Linked DNA regions of Sus scrofa: region 2 is linked to region 1. A link is a contact called in public HiChIP or PLAC-seq data. All regions are on one chromosome and are shown on one strand. The core of a region is the stretch at or near the end of the contact, and the rest is flanking DNA. Distances in the headings are between cores, read along the strand shown. Region 1 overlaps USP54 (inactive ubiquitin carboxyl-terminal hydrolase 54). Region 2 holds the start of MYOZ1 (myozenin 1).

Region 1 (2,737 bases), core at 93-2,592:
ACCTGAGGAATATGGAGGTTCACAGCCTAGGGGTCGAATTGGAGCTATAGCCGCTGGCCTATGCCACAGCCATAGCAACACCGGATCTGAGCTGCATCTGTGACCTACATACAGCTCACGGCAACGCCGGATCCTTAACTCACTGAGTGAGGTCAGGGATTGAACCTGTGTCCTCATGAATGCTAGTCAGATTTGGTTTCCACTGAACTACAATAGGAACTTCCAGATTGTTCCTTTTAAGGGCTTCTTACCCTTTACTTAGTTTATCAGCAGGAAATTTTTATTTGTGGGACCAGCTGATAAATAACTTTTGAAACTTGAGAGTGTTCTTTATTTTTTCCCAACTTTTCTGACTCTCCTGTGATAGGCCCCAGCAAGAAAATATTGTTAAAAGGTATGAAGAAACATTATGACCTTACCAGTAGGCCATTATCTGTCTTACTTTTTGCCAAATTTTGCCTTTTTAGGTTCATTTCTGATGATTAATGTGGACTGGCAAAAAATCTTAGCTGAAGGGTAGAGAAGCAAGTCAGTAGCTTAATTAAGAAATGATGGAGTCTGCTGAGAGATAATGTGAGAGGGTTGACTATGTGACTGTTCTTTCCTTTCTCCTCTTTCCCCACAGCTGTTTTTCAGAGTGACAGATGACCGGGCCAAGCAGTCTGAACTGTACTTAGTCGGAATGATCTGTTACTATGGCAAACATTATTCTACATTCTTTTTCCAAACAAAGATCCGCAAATGGATGTATTTTGATGATGCTCACGTCAAGGAGGTAGGAATATTTAAGCCCTTCTTGACATGTTTGGTGACTGGAACAAAAAACTACAGTTATTTGTCTTCAGTGATTCATTTTCATAATTTTAACGTCTGCCTATCTATTGAATTTATGAGAGTATCAGTCCTGTCTTTAACAACAGAGTAATAAGATCCTTGAGGATAGGAGCAGTATACCTTCTACTGTTTTTTATAAACCCCTACATCAAACATTCAGCATAGTTTTGTATCTAGAGTGAAAAGGCTTTTTGAAAAATATGTTAATTGGTTGGTTTAAGCAAAGACAATCTAATGCCTCAAGTTAGGTCATAAGCTTAGCACGAAGTTCAAAATTCCAAATCTTGGAATTAATAGTGTATAATACTTTGTCTTAGGGCTGTTATGAATTATTCTCTGATTGTTATCTCCCTGAAGTACTCTATCCTAGATTGACAGATACTGTGGAGAAAATAAGGCTATGATGATATTTAAAGCTGGAAACTTGGTACTATCTAAACCACAGAGTCTGTGGCTGAAGTAGTTTGGTTTAGGTGATCTGCCTCAGTAAGGAACCCTCTTTTGATGCCAGTAGCTAGGAGACTGCTGACTATAATCTATACCAATCCATGGATCTTACATAGTGTCTTCCACAAATAGTAAAGTCTTTGTCAAATTCTCTGATTCTCTTCATATCTTTTTTACTGTTTTAATTTTGGGCAACTTACATAAATTCTTTGAGCTTTAGGTTTTTATTTGAAAAATAATACCTGCCTTCTAAAATATGAAATAAGACTTGTATGTAAGTCAAGGCATATAAATGTGTTTCAGTTAAAATAACTCAGTCATAAATTTATTAAATGTCCATTATGAAATAAGCACTATGCTAGTTTTCTGACTCCAAGAGCACATCATCTAAGAATGCGACTGGTTCAAACTTCAGAGAGGATGAGTTTGGGGATTTGGTTGGATTGTTGTTTCCATGGCTATTCTGTCGCTCTTTTCCACTGCCGTGGCAGCACTGAATCCAGCACAAAGCTAAGGCTGAGGGGTTCAGCTGTCTATTCTAAGCAGTTTGACATTTTATGTCCTGCTGTGTGTGAACTCTGAAATGGAATGTCATTTTTCAGTCTGTGAGAGTGTTTCTGCCTGATCTTTAGCTTTATAAAAATGATTTTAATATTTAGGATAAAATTATAAAAATACAGATTTCAAACAAGGACTTTTATTTGATGTCTGTGAAAAGATTGATCACCAAGGCAGCTGAATTCACCTTACATGACATATTCAGCTTTGAGAACTTTTATTCATATTTCACAATTGAATTGATGTTTTACAGAAATGAAAGTAATTTCATTCATTATTCCTATCTCTTATAGGGTTTTTAGTGCTTTCTAAAAGGATTTAACAAAAAAAGACAACAAAAAATTCTATTAAGTTTAGGTCTGAGATCTCCTTTGTTGTCTCTTTGGCCAGCTCTTGTCTTTTCATCTCTTTTATCTTCTTCAAAAATAGAACAGAAAGATATGTGTTGAATTGTGGATATGAAGTATATTTGCCATGCCTTTCTGGTTGTTTCTGATTCAGATTGGGCCCAAATGGAAGGATGTGGTGACCAAATGCATTAAGGGGCATTATCAGCCTTTGCTGCTGCTTTATGCAGACCCCCAGGGTACCCCAGTGTCTACCCAGGACCTGCCCCCCCAAGTTGAGTTCCAGTCATACAGCAGGACGTGCTACGATAGTGAAGATTCAGGTGAGCAGCCTAGCCCTTTACTTTTCCCTCCCCCTCCAACGTGATCACTGGACAGTTGGGTCTCAGCCCTGAGCCTAGCACAGAACCCAGCTTGGAGGAACCCAGTTTCTTTCTTATCCCTGAGATAAGAAAGAAGTGCCAACTTGTGCGGAAGCCCAAGTTGTGCCAGCCTTCGTTTCCTTCCAGTGTTCAAGAATGTGTTACCTAGATAATCTGACCCCGATTCAG
Region 2 (2,737 bases), core at 113-2,612, 110 kb before region 1:
TAGTCTGGGAACTTCCATATGCTGAGGGTGCAGCCCCAAAAAGCCAAAAAAAAAAAGAAGGAAAGAAAAATGACCATTTCCCTCCAGGGCCTTCTCAAACTTGTTCCCCTGTCCAGAGGTGTCTCTAGACCCTTGTGAATGGGACAGTCCAGATCCCATGAGGTATGTGCTCCCTTAGGGGAAAATGCTAAGTAGGAACCTCAGAGAGTAAAGTCCTGGCAGTTCAGAGCCTACATGTACTTCCAGGGAGAGAGAGTGACATCTATCCAGCAGAGCAGGCTGAACTGAACACTCCAATGGCAAATGGGAGTGGAAAGGCAGAAATTGGTCAAATCTTCACCCACATTATCCCTGACTGCCTAAGTACTGGCTTTGGTTAATATGGTCCCTTGTCCTGCCAAGATCTGGCCCTTCCAGAGGTAGACCATCCTGTTCAGGAACTCTCGGAGTTCCCGTCATGGTGCAGTGGTTAACCAATCCGACTAGGAACCATGAGGTTGCGGGTTCGGTCCCTGCCCCTGCTCAGTGGGTTAACGATCCGGCGTTCCGTGTTGCCGTGAGCTGTGGTGTAGGTTGCAGACGCGGCTTGCATCCCGCATTGCTGTGGCTCTGGGGTAGGCCGGCGACTACAGCTCTGATTAGACCCCTAGCCTGGGAACCTCCATATGCCACAGAAGCCACCCAAAGAAATAGCAAAAAAAAAAAAAAAAAAAAAAAGACAAAAAAAAAAAAAAAAAGGAACTCTCAAAGGGCAGTTCCATTGTGAACAGATTTCCCTTCCTTTATCATAGCACCTCGGAGTTCCCATTGTGGCTCAGCGAGCTAAGAATTTGGCTAGTAACCATGAGGATGCAGGTTTGACTCCTGGCCTCACTCAGTGGGTTAAGGATTTGGCATTGCCTCGAGTTGTGGTGTAGGTCAAAGATGTGGCTTGGACCCCGAGTTACTATGGCTGTGGTATAGGCTGGCAGATGCAGCTCCACTTCGACCCCTAGCCCAGGAACTTCTATATGCTGCAGGTGTGGCCATAAAAAGAAGGAAAAAACAAAAAAAACCATAGCACCTTAAGCCCTCCCACCCCCAAAGTGCACCCATTTGTCCCTCCAGCTCCAGCCTGGATTGGCTCTGAATGGCTCTCTGGACATGTTCTCCGGGTTCTTACTCTCCCACTCCAAATTCCTGTCCACCACTTGCTGCCTGCTTCCTTTCTCCCTCTCAGTTTTCAGTTTCTCCCTGAATGCTTCTTTGAATCTCAGCCTCTAGGTGCCAAGGAAGGGGAGTCCCTGGGCAGACTAATCCCTGACCCAGACAGCTTCCTGGGAGAATCCCAAAGACCTTTGCCTCCCCTTCCTGAGCCTCTGGGCAAGGAGGGAGGGATCTTGGTTCCAGGGTCTTGGTACCCCCTGTGCCATTTGAGCTGCTTGCGTTCATCATCTCTATTAATAACCACCCTCCCTCCCCCACTGCCAGTGCTGCCCCCACGCCTGCCCAGCTCGGGTTCTCCCGTCACAGCAGCTCAGTCCTCCAAAGCTGCTGGACCCCAGGGAGAGCTGACCACCGCCTGAGCAGCCGGTAAGTCTCCAGCTTTATGACCAGAGGGGTCGGAGCCCACTCCATGAACTGCTGTGTCTGTGTCTATAACAGTGACCCTTGGTCCTGGGGCAGTTGCCCTCCTCCCCCATCTATACTCAGCTCTCAGTTGTCCAGCTCAGGGGAGCCACGAGAGTTGGAAGGAGAAGGGCCCAAGAGGGTGGGGGGAATGGAGATGATGGGGGAGGCCCTGGAGGAATAAGAAAGGGGTCTGGGATACTGGATGGGAAATAAGAACCTGGTTGCTGCTGAGAGAGGTACAGGGAGAGTCCATTTAGCAATTCCTGGATTCTGGCCTCACCAGACCCCACTACGCTAGTAGAATTGCATATGAGTTTTGAGACAGGACTCAGCAGAAAACAGCATTTTGCTGAGTGCCAACTTCTGTGAAGGAGGGGCTGGAATCTGTATTTTTCCCCAGCTTGTCCCCCTCCACGGCCAGATCCTATTATTATGGCCTGTCCTCCTTGAATTTCCCACTGCTATGGTATTGCTGAATTGACATGCAGCAGAGTTCACATGTTCCCTGACCTCCCTCTCCACTCCAGTTCTGGGGTCTGGGGGGCGGGGAGTGACTGAAAGGGAGCAGGAACATTGCTGTGACCTCCCAGGCCATGATCCAGCTGGCCGAATGGAGGGACAATAACCTCTCCTTCCTATGGAGAATGTTTTTGGCTGGATCATGTCAACACTGGCAGGACATTTTTTTCTGCTCCACTCCCCCACCCCCCGGGACTTGGTGAAGAGTGAGAGACCAGAGTTTGGAATGACATTCCCAATCTGAGAGCCCCCTGCAAATAAAAACTTCAAATCATGCCAAACCTGTGAAACCTGGTCGCATCGCCCTGCCTGTATTAATTTGTTTGTTTTACCCCCAGCCTCCCAATACACATTGTTGTTCCTAAGCCTTGCACCAACTCTTTGTAAAAGGGCTGAAAAAAGGTTGGTAGAAGGTAGGGGGAGGGGGTGCATCTATGCTTTCTGCCCTGCTTCCCAAGAAGAGAAGCCCTAAAGCAACGAGTTTTCACCTTTTAGGGGAATATATGTTTCCTTGAAAATCTAATGAAATTTTGCTCCCTGAAGTCCTTAAGCACTGCCTTACTGTAGACACTGCCACCTCCCCCTACATTCCTTGTCCATCCTTTAG

The links. HiChIP or PLAC-seq counts read pairs in DNA pulled down with a chosen protein or histone mark.
Region 2: an H3K27ac HiChIP or PLAC-seq map of skeletal muscle shows a contact between it and region 1. The contact joins the promoter of MYOZ1 here to the enhancer-like site in region 1. A contact is called at or near these places in 2 of 5 promoter capture datasets (fetal skeletal muscle and liver), 29 of 47 Hi-C or Micro-C datasets (adipose tissue, alveolar macrophages, blood and 15 more) and 2 of 2 datasets of contacts at active chromatin or transcription factors (alveolar macrophages and skeletal muscle).

The regions. Positions count from the first base shown.
Region 1 is chr14:76,341,731-76,344,467 of Sscrofa11.1, reverse strand. USP54 (inactive ubiquitin carboxyl-terminal hydrolase 54) reads left to right here. Exons shown (of 25, transcript XM_021072539.1): 9 at 626-775; 10 at 2,341-2,509. Among named protein-coding and RNA genes, the nearest start is that of PPP3CB, 38 kb to the right of the region's middle. Within about 2 kb of position 1,342, at least 1 of the 83 cell types and tissues checked has an H3K27ac peak or open chromatin away from gene starts, as enhancers often do. A contact at or near this core is called in skeletal muscle, where this site is marked.
Region 2 is chr14:76,451,571-76,454,307 of Sscrofa11.1, reverse strand. It overlaps MYOZ1 (myozenin 1), which reads left to right and starts at 1,362. Exons shown (of 6, transcript NM_001025222.2): 1 at 1,362-1,572.